Regions from separate parts of the Sus scrofa genome. Here all the other regions are linked to region 1. A link is a contact called in public Hi-C and promoter capture Hi-C data. All regions are on one chromosome and are shown on one strand. The core of a region is the stretch at or near the end of the contact, and the rest is flanking DNA. Distances in the headings are between cores, read along the strand shown.

Region 1 (3,641 bases), core at 731-3,230:
AGGATAGAAACCAATGGAGAAGGAAAATCCTTTGCTTTTAAGATGATGCTGACAATCTAGGGGCCAATGTTTTTTAAAATCAAGTTTCCAGAAAAGCTGTTTCTGAAGAGAACATGATCAAGATGTATGTATATTGCTACTTGAGTATATGTATTTAATATATACTGATTAAAACAACAGGCAGAGTTCCTGTTGTGGCGCAGTGGTTAACGAATCCGACTGGGAACCATGAGGTTGCGGGTTCAATCCCTGGTCTTGCTCAGTGGGTTAAGGATCCACTCCGATCCCACGCTGCTGTGGCTCTGGCGTAGGCCAACGGCTACAGCTCGGATTAGACCCCTAGCCTGGGAACCTCCATGCCGCAGGAGCAGCCCAAGAAATGGCAAAAAGACAAAAAAATAAAACAACTACAGGCTATAATGAAAAAAAAAAAACCCACATTGACTTTCATGCATGAGACACAGTGAATACATCTGTAGTCAGTATGACCATGATTACGTAGGAAGCTATAACTGAATACTATTTCAAAATATTATGAAAACAAGCTCAGACAAACACACTTGGACATGGTTTATCATGGCAGTAATCAAATCCTTCACTGAGTCTTTGTCACTGTTTCTTTGGATCAAGTGTGCAAAGATTAGAGAAATTAGCATTCTTTCCAGCTTTGAAGAATATACTCTGGAATGCTTCAGGAAGAGGTGTATACAGCGGAATTTGGAAAGCAACATGCTTGAAATTCATGTGTTAAGAGTTCTGATAACAATTCTTCCAGTTTTGTTAACTATCTTGAAAATACTTCATGCGGGGCTATTAATATCACCTAATTCTCTGGAGAATTGAAAAGATATAAATTTAATGTACAAATACCAAACGTGCAAACAAGCGCAATCAAAGTCAATAAAATCTTCAAAGCCAGAATGTTGTTTCCAGGTTCTGCCTGCCTCCGTGGGCCCTGGAGTCAGTTCCTGCTGGACTACTGGGATTTTACCTGATTTCCTCTTTGCCAGCTGCTTCCATGGCTTCCCAGTCACTTCACCAGGCTCCCAGCTCTCAGGCAAAGGCCCCAGGCGGTCTCTTAGATTGTCTTTCTAAATAACCACCAGCGCTTTACCACCGTCAAGTTTCTGGGGCTCCAGGTTCTCAAGGAGTGACAAATTGACACCTGCTCCTGGGATTTCCACGCCCAAACTAGTCTTTCTACTAGTTTTTTGGGGGCAAAGTTTTCTTGGTTTTGAGTGGCTGGTCAGGAACTACCTTCATTAGGAACCGAAAAGGTTTCTGCAACAGAGGGGGCGTGAACTCAGACCCAGAGGATGAAAACCCTGAGACTGAGAACCAGGAAGTACCAAGACGGTCTGCGTGACTTGGGCGAAGCTTCTGCAGATCTTTCTCAGTGACGGTCACGCCAAAGATACTGAAAACTGACCCACTCTCTCCCGGTTTTAGCTGTGAGTAGGAAGTGCCGGCCGGGTGGCTGCTCTAAGTTGATGTGCGCCGGCCAACATCTACATCACAGACTTAAGGGCCAGAAGGGGTTTTTTAAAAGGAGTTATCTGTTACACCGTCCAGTTTAGGAATCGCTTATACTCCACCCCGGCTAAATTCCAGTTTTTGCTTAAATACCTCCGGAAACCTAGAACTCAATACTAGACTTTAAGTAGGCAGCCAGACTTACGGCTTTCCTAGACTCCTGGCCCCGGCATTTGACTCGGACTCAGAAGGAATGAGGGACAGGGGCCAACAGGAGGAGGAGAGAGCCAAACGCCCCACGGGGTTCTTGTCTGGTCCCCAAACCCTTAAGGTAGAGGAGTCGAGAGACTCGGCGATGGCTTTTGGCGATGAACCTAGCGCTCCAAGGTGACTAGGTTACAACAAGATGACGCCTGCGCAGTAGGTACAAAGCCTCACACCAGGCCGTGACGTATGCCTGAAGGAGGGGCTGCTGAGTCGCAAAACAAACACGCCCCCTGCGGTTTTGAGGACCCGGATGATCCCGCCCCCAGAGGGGAGCCGGAAGAGGGCGGGACGAACCGGAAGAAGGTGAAATACTTTGGGTAGGCACTCCATGGCTGTGAAGATGGCGTCGGCTGCGTGGCTTCAGGTGTTGCCTGTCATTCTTCTTCTTCTTCTGGGGGCTCCCACGTCCCCACTGTCACATTTCGGTGTAGGACCGGCATCCGTGGCAGCTGCCGACCGATCCAAGTGGCGCATACCGATATCGTTGGTGAGTGTTCACTTAAGGAGAAACTGAGCCTGGAAGAGTAAGGGGGTGGGGCTACGGCGGCCCATGGGGTCCAGGAAGGTTCCGCCAAAGTACGCTTCCAAAGGGGTGGGACTGCCGGGAGCGTTTGTGTCCTTGGTTAACGTGGACTCACCTACCTGGAGTGGAAAGCCGCACACTTCTGTGGGTAGATTAGCAGTAATGCCAGGGTCGTTTCCGAAACGGAGAGTGGTGATGGAGCGGTTCTTTATCAGCAGAGTCAGAGAACTTTCTTTGACTGGAGGCATGTAAACTTGATGTATATGTGGAAAGTGGTTTTTCTTTTCAGCTGAACTTTCGCAGAATCTTATGACTCCGGGTTGAATGAGAGGGATATGTAAATAGACATCTTTTTTTTTCTTCCTCTTCATTTTTTGGCTACTAGATGATTCTACTTGTGAAGCTGTTTGATTTCGTTTGGACTTTGAAATAGTTATTCTAAGCTTTGCCATGTGATTAGGAAGCCTAAGCATTTGAAATGTAGTCTAATTTGAGAGTGGACAAAACGGAAGAAACAGTATTCTAAAATTTATTGTGAGAAGTTAGTTTTTCTTCTGGACAAATTAACTAGATAGGTTGACCCTCGGCCCTTTTAAAACCTCCTTTGAGTAAGAGCTATAGTCCTGTGAGCTGATAAATCACAAGCTGGCAGGAAATGCCAGAAGTCATTAGTCTTATTAAAATCACAGTAGTCTTTTTTGTTCTGCTCTGCTCACTGGTTGTAATGCCCAAATCTTATTTGAGCTTTTGATATGGCAGGAATTATAGCTTTTGTTCAGTTGGTGAAGATCTTCAGGTTCTCGGTTTTAGGTACTGTTACTTGTATAATGGTTGATAGTTGAATTTGGCCATCTGCTCATAGAATAGTTTGTTTGAAGAAATGATTGGTTATTCTAGACAATGATCAGTGAGTAAAAGGAGTGAACCGATTAAAGAGTACCTTCCATGAAGATTTAAGTTATCTGAGGATTTGTAGGAGCCTTCCTTCCAGAGTCCTTGCTTCATGGCCTGTGGAAAAAAAATCATGTCTCCGCACCAAGCTTCAAAATCCTGCAGATTGGATATGGTTGAATTTTACTAAAAGGAAGGATATTTATGCATTTTTTGTATGTGTGTTAAGAAAACTAACTTGAACATTTTATAAATTTAGGTTTTTATACCAGTTGCATGCTGCTTTGGGGATTAAAGTGATTTGATGCTAATTATCCTTTCTCTTCTTTATCTTTGCAGGGGAAAAATTATTTTAGTTTTGGAAAGATCCTCTTCAAAAATACTACTATCTTCCTGAAATGTGAGTTTTTTGCATTTCATGAAGTTTTATTGAGTTTTTGAGTGGTCTTCAAACTTTTAAATTACCTGTTTTCTACCTCTGATGAGC
Region 2 (3,730 bases), core at 462-2,961, 170 kb before region 1:
CTTAACCCACTGAGTGAAGCCAGGGATTGAACCTGCATCCTCAAGGATACTAGTTGGGGTCTTAACTTGCTGGGCCACATTGGAAACTCCTTTTTGCATTTTAGAAGTAAGGGTAAAATCAGGGATTTTATTTAGGAATACCTTTTAGAATGATGTCCCTTGTACTGCAGTATAATACAGTTTAGCATTCTGAAATTTTTTAGGTAGAAAAGTGGATTAAGACATTTTTATTAAAGAATTTAAAGCCAAAAAGATTTTCTAACCAGAAAATCCAGTTGATTTGAGTCATTGTTATAGTGTAAATTATGTTTTCTAAGTTTGTTACAGTCTTTGGATTCTTCTGATTGCTGCCCTTTGGGGATAGATTTATATTTATATATACATTTTCTACTTTATTTTGTGTTGCTGTGAGAAAAAGCTTGCTTTCTGTTGCAAGTTAACGTTCACTTTGAATGAACTACTGTAATTCTAATTGCTTGAGAGGAGTGTGTATATCCCTGGTAAACTGCAGAAAATTGAGAATTCTTTTTCACGTGTGTAAATGTAGTAAGTAGAGTGGAAAACTCTCGGTGAAATTAGTTTAAGTTCCTGGAGGATTAGATGGAATTAGAATATTGATATTTGGGGTAATTGGCTAATGACGTTTTCAGGAAATCTGGCCAGAACTCATTAAAATGAATCTTAATGTCAAAGATATATTACATCCAGAACATTTATAGTTACAAAGTAAAAAAGGTGGAAACTTATTAATTTTCTCTGTTTCTCTGAAGTGTTTTTCGTGATTATTACAAGTAAAAAAAAAAGTGTTTTTTGTTTTGTTTAACTTACTGGGCGTTATTTGTTTATACTTTGTCACCATTAACCATATGCTCCCCGAAATTTAGTAGCTGATCAGTATGGTTTATTTGTTTATTTTGTTGATGTTTAGATGATCTGTAACAGAAACCATCTTATAGTAAATGAAGTGCTTAATTATGAAAGTCTCTTCTGGTTGGCTGATATGAATTCTGCCCATGTCTGGATGGATATATGTGAGGGGAAGATGGAGCAGCATTGTGTGTCTTTGTATTAGCAAAGACAGCATGTCTGTGTGTGTGTGTGTTATAGAATGGCATAGGAAGTGCAGAAATACCACTAGTATTAACCCCAAACAAATTATAAAATGATAGAGTTAGGCCAGTTTGGATTATTGAGTGGATATTATTGTCCACTCATTACACATGTGGCTATCATGTTCAGATGTGTCAATGACTGCACAGACAGCCGAGCCAATCGGAGATTTTAGGAAGCCAAAAAGGCAGTGAGATTATTCATTTGCTATAGCTCTGGACGTTGATTCAAGACTTTGGCTTCTTAAACTGGCCAAGTATGAGATATACAATTAGGTGTGTAAAGTAAAAGAAGCAAAAGCCTTTTGCCCAGTTATCTTAACTGAGAACTTAGTTTTGCTTCTCTCTTAATGGTATTCTTTTTTTTTTTAATGGTATTCTTTTCTGAAACCTGAGAAAAACCATTTGCCTAGCACAGCTGTTAACTTCCTACAACTGAAATGCTTTCCATTCCCTTTAAAATAAAGCCCTTTTGAAGCAGAATGTAGATCACATGTATCATCCAGACCAAAAAAAGTTTGCTGAGACTACTCCTATCATTTGCCCTAGGGTCCGGAATCTTCACATTCCAGGCAGAGCTCCAGCTGTTCCGATTTAGTTACCGATTTAGTTACTGGGTTGTGATTGGCTACGCCGCCTAATCTTTTCTCCACCCTTAATTTTCACTGGGAGAAAGCTTTTGTGCCAGAGATTAAATGTAAGCGCCTGGCCAGGCGTTCTGAGTGCAGCTGGCACCATGGGTGTGCTCTGGAGCAACTTCTGTTTGCTCTGAGCCCCCTGCCCTGCCTCCCCTTTCACCATGTTTCCTCTGGCAATATTTTAAGTACAGCAATTCAAGAAGATTCCTCCTCCTAAACTACATTATTCTGAAGTGTATTGCCTCTTGATTGCTGGAAAAAATCTTTAATTCATTCCAAAAGTAACTTATGAGCAAACTTATTGAAAGTGATGAAAGGAGCATTGAAACTGATTAGCACTAATTTTTCACTGTGCCAAAGTGTGCAGTGTCTTTCAGAGGAAACTGTAACAGATCTGGTGAGTGTGTCATGCCAGTGGGGAGAATTGAATGTCCCTCATCTCCCTCTTTCCCTAGGGACAGTAGTCATGAGTGCCGAGTGTGCGGGGTCACAGAAGTGGGTCTTTCCGCATATGCAAAGCACATTTCTGGCCAGTTGCACAAAGATAACGTTGATGCCCAGGAAAGAGAAGATGATGGAAAGGGAGAAGAAGAGGAAGAAGATTATTTTGACAAGGAACTCGTTCAGTTAATAAAACAAAGGGATGAACAAAGTCGGTGAGTAATGATTTTGATATTTTATTTTATTTTATTTTTTTGTCTTTTTAGGGCTGCACCCGAGGCATATGGAGGTTCCCAGGCTAGGGGTCTAACCGGAGCTGTTGCTGCCAGCCTACATAACAGCCATAGCAACTCGGGATCCAAGCCATATCTGTGACCTACACCACAGCTCATGGCAATGCCGGATCCTTAACTTGCTGAGCAAGGCCAGGGATGGAACCCGCAACCTCATGGTTCCTCGTCAGATTAATTAACCACTGAGCTATGACAGGAACTCCGATTTTGATATTTTAAAAAGCCTATATGAAACAGAATGTAGTAGAGAATACAATTTACATTTCTACTATTTTCAGCCTATAGCATTCAGACTTATCTTAATTATAAAGTTTATCTTGAATTTGCTGTCTTATTCATAAAAGGATAAGCGGAATACTTTCTTAAACAGTTGTACTAACTGCTTAAAAAAAAAAAAACCCTCAGTATTGACCCTACATAAAAGCTAGCTACAGCTGCTACATATCTGAAGTTTTTTACCATATTGATAACTATGTTTAGAACTGTTTTTATTCCAAATATTTTTGGCACCAATAAATTGTTATTATTTGGTATCCAGATTTTCTAGTGGAAAGGTATTAGCGAAGAAACTTCATTTGAGTATATTATATAGCATTTCTTACTTCATCCCTTAGGAAAAAATTATTTTTTGGATGTGAATTAACATGGTGCTTCTACCAAATTTCACTTATCCCTTTGTTATTATATTTTAAATTAGTGTCAAGATGATCTCAGCAAATATAAGTTTTATAGCTTGTACTATGTAATTTCATATCTATGTAATTCAGGTATTAGCCTTTTGTATTTCACCCTTACTGATTTATGGTCTAAAGTGTTTAATCAGTGAAGCAGAAAATTTTAGGTATGAATAAAAGAGATACATTTATGAGATGGGGTAATTTTTTAAGTCCTAGGACATGATGAAAAACATTTCAAATTCAAAAATTTTTAAAGATCCTTTCTGAATACTAGTTATACCTGGTCTGTATTTCATTTTCAGTTAGAGATTTGAATATAAAAGAGAAGTAATTTTTATTGTGTCTGCTAAAAGTTTTTTGAGCAAGTCCTTGAAAGAGACTTTCTTATTAGTCTTAAAATGTATGTAGCAATTTGATTCTTAAGTTGTTTAGGTGCTTATCCTTCAAGTGACATTCTCACTACTTTCAATATAGCTGTGGTTTACTCTTGTTTTAGAGTGCTGGAACCTCTAGGAGACTAACTTCTATTTTTGTTCTACACTCTTGTGCCATTATTAGCTTATCTGTGTAAA
Region 3 (3,596 bases), core at 548-3,047, 210 kb before region 1:
TCTTCTGCCCTTAGAGTTTAGATAATCCAATCTTCATTTTATTTAAAAAAAAGAGGCAATTAGGCCCAAAGCACTATTTTCCAAAGCGCAAAGCAAGAAAAAGAAATTTTAGTTGTTATTTAAGCAATACGTACGTGCTTAGTAGTTAACATATTTATTACTTTGGAAATCTTTTATGATGGTGGTATGGTTCATACCAAGGGAAGTAACAACAGCTGTCCCATCAGCAACAGGGTCTGTTTTTAGGTTTGTTTGTTTGCTTTCTTTTTGGTTCAAGGGTGGGTTCTGAATGATAAAAAGATGTGACCTTCAGTTCAGTGAGCTTGTTACTAAAGCTAATTTAGAGTAAAAGAAACAAATACTAAGAAGCATTCAGAAATTCTGTTTATAGGAAAGAGTGTGTAATATTGTTAAAAACATAATGACACAATAAGCCATTCCTATTCTGGAACTAAGATAATAGCAATTCTCTAGGGCATATTTACATGTCACAAGCACCTAGAAAAAGATCCCTAGCAACACTGATATCTAAGTTGTGGGTTAAGTTACATGATCATTTAATTTACTTTCACATGGCCTGTCAAAGGAGCATGGTCATATAGGAAGAGGGTTTTCTCCTAATATTTGTTAATATTTATATGAAAGTGTTTTTTTCTCATTACCTCTTTCCAAAGGAATGAAAGGCAGGTGATTAGTGGATGCCTTAGGAATCAAATTTGCTGGTGGAAGAAATAATATTTTAAAATTTTACTATGAAATATTTTAAGTTTAAATGTCAAAGTATTCTTGCTAAAGATGTCTCATGAATTTCAAGCGTGGTATCTTTCAGGCTAACCAAGAAAGTGGAAGAACCATTTCCATCTGGCCAAACCTGCAGGATTTCACCAGAACATCTGCAAACCAGTTTTAAGGTCCCAGGGCAGATGGAATAATATCACTCTCAATTCTTGAAATACCTTCTACTAAGAAGCTACATTATTTTCAGGAAGCTAAGGCAACACTGTCATAAGCTGCCAGTATCCATAATCGCCTCCAGCCCTCCCCAAAGGAGAGGGCAAGTAGCAAAAGGCAAAATTTATATTCTCTTCTCATCTTCTTTTCCCAATTTTGACGACTTTCGTTGCCTCTGACCCCCATCTGCCTTGTCTAGCATTGTGGTGACTAATGATGAAAAAAAGTTCCAGGTGAAACAGCACTTTCCAGGACTTCCCCACCACCACCACCATTTACTCCGTGGAATTTTACTTTTAATAACTCTTTCCTTCGTTTGTCTTCAGTGAAGCCGCGAGCCAAGTACAGACTTTCCTAGAGAGCATGGACTCTCCAATGCCATGAATCTCAGAAACCTTTTTCATACAGGTAGTTGAAAATTAATCTGATCACTGTGGCCACCATAAAGTCTATTAATCCCGACAACTGCGAGGGTGAGAAGTCAGGGAGTGGGAGTTTACCTCTGCTAGGTTTCAAGGAAAGTCCGGAGAACCAACATCCCTCCACCCTTCCTCCTCTGACCCCTAGAGAGTCTCCAGGAGCCTCGCGTCTTCGAGCCCGGCCGGACCGGCTCAGTTCGGGCCAGAGCGCCCCCTCCTCCCCTCAAGCCCGACCCCACCAGTTTTTCAACTGTCACGATATACACTTTCTCCTTGGGATTATGAACCCAATCTTCACGGCAGCCAGCTCCCTCAATCCCACTCCTGGAGACTCACCAAGCAGTTCCGGCCACTCCTCTCCGGCCGCAGCAGATCGGACACCCGCAGGCCGGACTCTCCAACTGCTCTCTTCTTGCGCCTGCGCGCGCCGAACCTGCGCGCCTGCGCGCTCCTCCGGCGCGGCGGGCGCGGACACACCCCTGCAGCTGGAGCCAATCACCCTGGTGTGGGGGCGGGGGGGCGGTTTAAATCTCCCTGCCACGCAGGCGAAGAGTCTGGGGACTCACCGGTTAACCCGACAATTCGGGTCCCGCCCAAGATGGAAAGTGTTTATGCAATAAACATTTACCGAGGGCAAACCGTGTACCAGGCAATGTACGAGATGAATGTTGAGGAAGAGAAAACGAATAGAATGCCTCCCCGACCTTTGCCTAGACTGGGACATAGATATGTAAACAAATTGTAGTGGACAGAATATAGTGCTTGGAATATGAAAAATCCGAGGCGCCGTTGGGGCACAGTGAACAAAGCGCTTTATTCTTAGGGTATCTGGAAGAGTTCCCGGAGGAAGTGACTTTTGAATCGTGAAGGCTAAGTAGGAGTTCCCCCGGAAATTTGGAATGGAAGGAGATAGGAGTTTCCAGACTGTGAGAACAGAGTGTGCCAAGAACAACATAACACCTTCTGGAAATTCCTTGCAGTTCATCCTACTTGAGAGGCTTAAAGCGCGCCGCCTTCCGGTGAAGGGGAGAAAGGGTTTTTAAAAGTTGGCAATGATGTAGTTTCTGCTGTGACTCAGTGGGTTAAGGACTTAACAGTTGTCTCTGTGAGGATGCAGTTTCAATCTTTGGCCTGGCTCAGTGGGTTAAGGATCCTCCCATCTTGCTGCAGCTTCACAGATGCCCCAGGAATCTGGAGCTGCAGGCTGCAGCTTCAGCTCCTATTCAACCCCTGGCTTGGGAATTTTCATATGCCACAGATGCAGCTGTTAAAAAAAAAAGTTGGCAATGATACTACTACATGTGAAATAGATAACTAATAAGGACCTACTGTATAACACAGGGAATGATACCCAACATTTTGTAATATATATATCTGAATCACTGTGCTGTACTCATGAAACTAACATAACATTGTAAATCAATCATACTACAATTTTTTAAAAAAGTTAGATCTTAGAAGATCTTGCATTTTTTCACTTTACCATGATCACTGAGAATATCAAAAGATCTTAAGCAGGAGTTCCCAACGTGGCTCAGTGGTTAAAGAATCCGACTAGGAACCATGAGGTTGCAGGTTCGATCCCTGGCCTTCCTCAGTGGGTTAAGGATCTGGCATTGCAGTGAGCTATGGTGTAGGTTGCAGACGTGGCTCGGATCCCAAGTTGCTGTGGCTCTGGCGTAGGCCGGCGGCTATAGCTCCAATTGGACCCCTAGCCTGGGAACCTCCATATGCCAAAGGAGCAGCCCTAGAAAAGGCAAAAAGAGGGAAAAAAAAAAAAAGATTTTAAGCAGATCTGGAAATGCTTCCAGGCATCACTAAGAATAAAGCACAGTGCTGGAAATAAAAAACCTTTCACAGGAGTTTGTGTACTCCTAAAAGTTCAAGGAAGATGAAGCCTGGGAAATATCCTTCCAATTTAGTAACACAGAAGTCATTGGTGATCTTAGCGAAAACCATGTGATAGAATGATGAGGTTGAAAGATAGACTGCGGAGTTCCTGTTGTGGTGCAGTGGAAATGAATCAGACAAGTAACCGGGAGGTTATGGGTTCGATCCCTGGCCTTGCTCAGTGGGTTAAGGATCTGGCCATGAGCTGTGGTGTAGGTCGCAGACGTGGCTCGGATTCTGCATTGCTGTGGCTGTGGCGTAGGCCAGCAGCTGTAGCTCCCATCTGACCTCTATCCTGGAAACCTCCATATGCAATAGTTCAGAGAGAGGGGAGAT

What was found. Promoter capture Hi-C pulls out the DNA fragments that hold promoters and counts their contacts. A called contact is a pair of places that touch in the nucleus more often than the background predicts.
Region 2: a contact with region 1 is called in a Hi-C map of skeletal muscle, with 3 times the contacts expected there. The contact joins the enhancer-like site here to the promoter of TMEM87A in region 1. A contact is called at or near these places in 3 of 5 promoter capture datasets (fetal skeletal muscle, liver and skeletal muscle), 6 of 47 Hi-C or Micro-C datasets (embryonic fibroblasts, liver, psoas muscle and 1 more) and 1 of 2 datasets of contacts at active chromatin or transcription factors (skeletal muscle).
Region 3: a promoter capture Hi-C map of liver shows a contact between it and region 1, with 2.3 times the contacts expected there. The contact joins the promoter of SNAP23 here to the promoter of TMEM87A in region 1. A contact is called at or near these places in 2 of 5 promoter capture datasets (liver and skeletal muscle), 1 of 47 Hi-C or Micro-C datasets (heart right ventricle) and 1 of 2 datasets of contacts at active chromatin or transcription factors (alveolar macrophages).

What each region holds. Positions count from the first base shown.
Region 1 is chr1:129,096,408-129,100,048 of Sscrofa11.1, forward strand. TMEM87A (transmembrane protein 87A) reads left to right here and starts at 1,981. Exons shown (of 20, transcript XM_005659710.3): 1 at 1,981-2,227; 2 at 3,494-3,554. The coding sequence starts at 2,069. It overlaps GANC (neutral alpha-glucosidase C), which reads right to left and starts at 1,906. Exons shown (of 25, transcript XR_002345333.1): 1 at 992-1,906.
Region 2 is chr1:128,924,625-128,928,354 of Sscrofa11.1, forward strand. It overlaps ZNF106 (zinc finger protein 106), which reads left to right. Exons shown (of 21, transcript XM_021097187.1): 3 at 2,203-2,403. Among named protein-coding and RNA genes, the nearest start is that of ZNF106, 33 kb to the left of the region's middle. Within about 2 kb of position 1,712, at least 27 of the 83 cell types and tissues checked have an H3K27ac peak or open chromatin away from gene starts, as enhancers often do. A contact at or near this core is called in embryonic fibroblasts, fetal skeletal muscle, liver and 1 more, where this site is marked.
Region 3 is chr1:128,887,158-128,890,753 of Sscrofa11.1, forward strand. SNAP23 (synaptosome associated protein 23) reads right to left here and starts at 1,798. Exons shown (of 8, transcript NM_001244719.1): 1 at 1,707-1,798.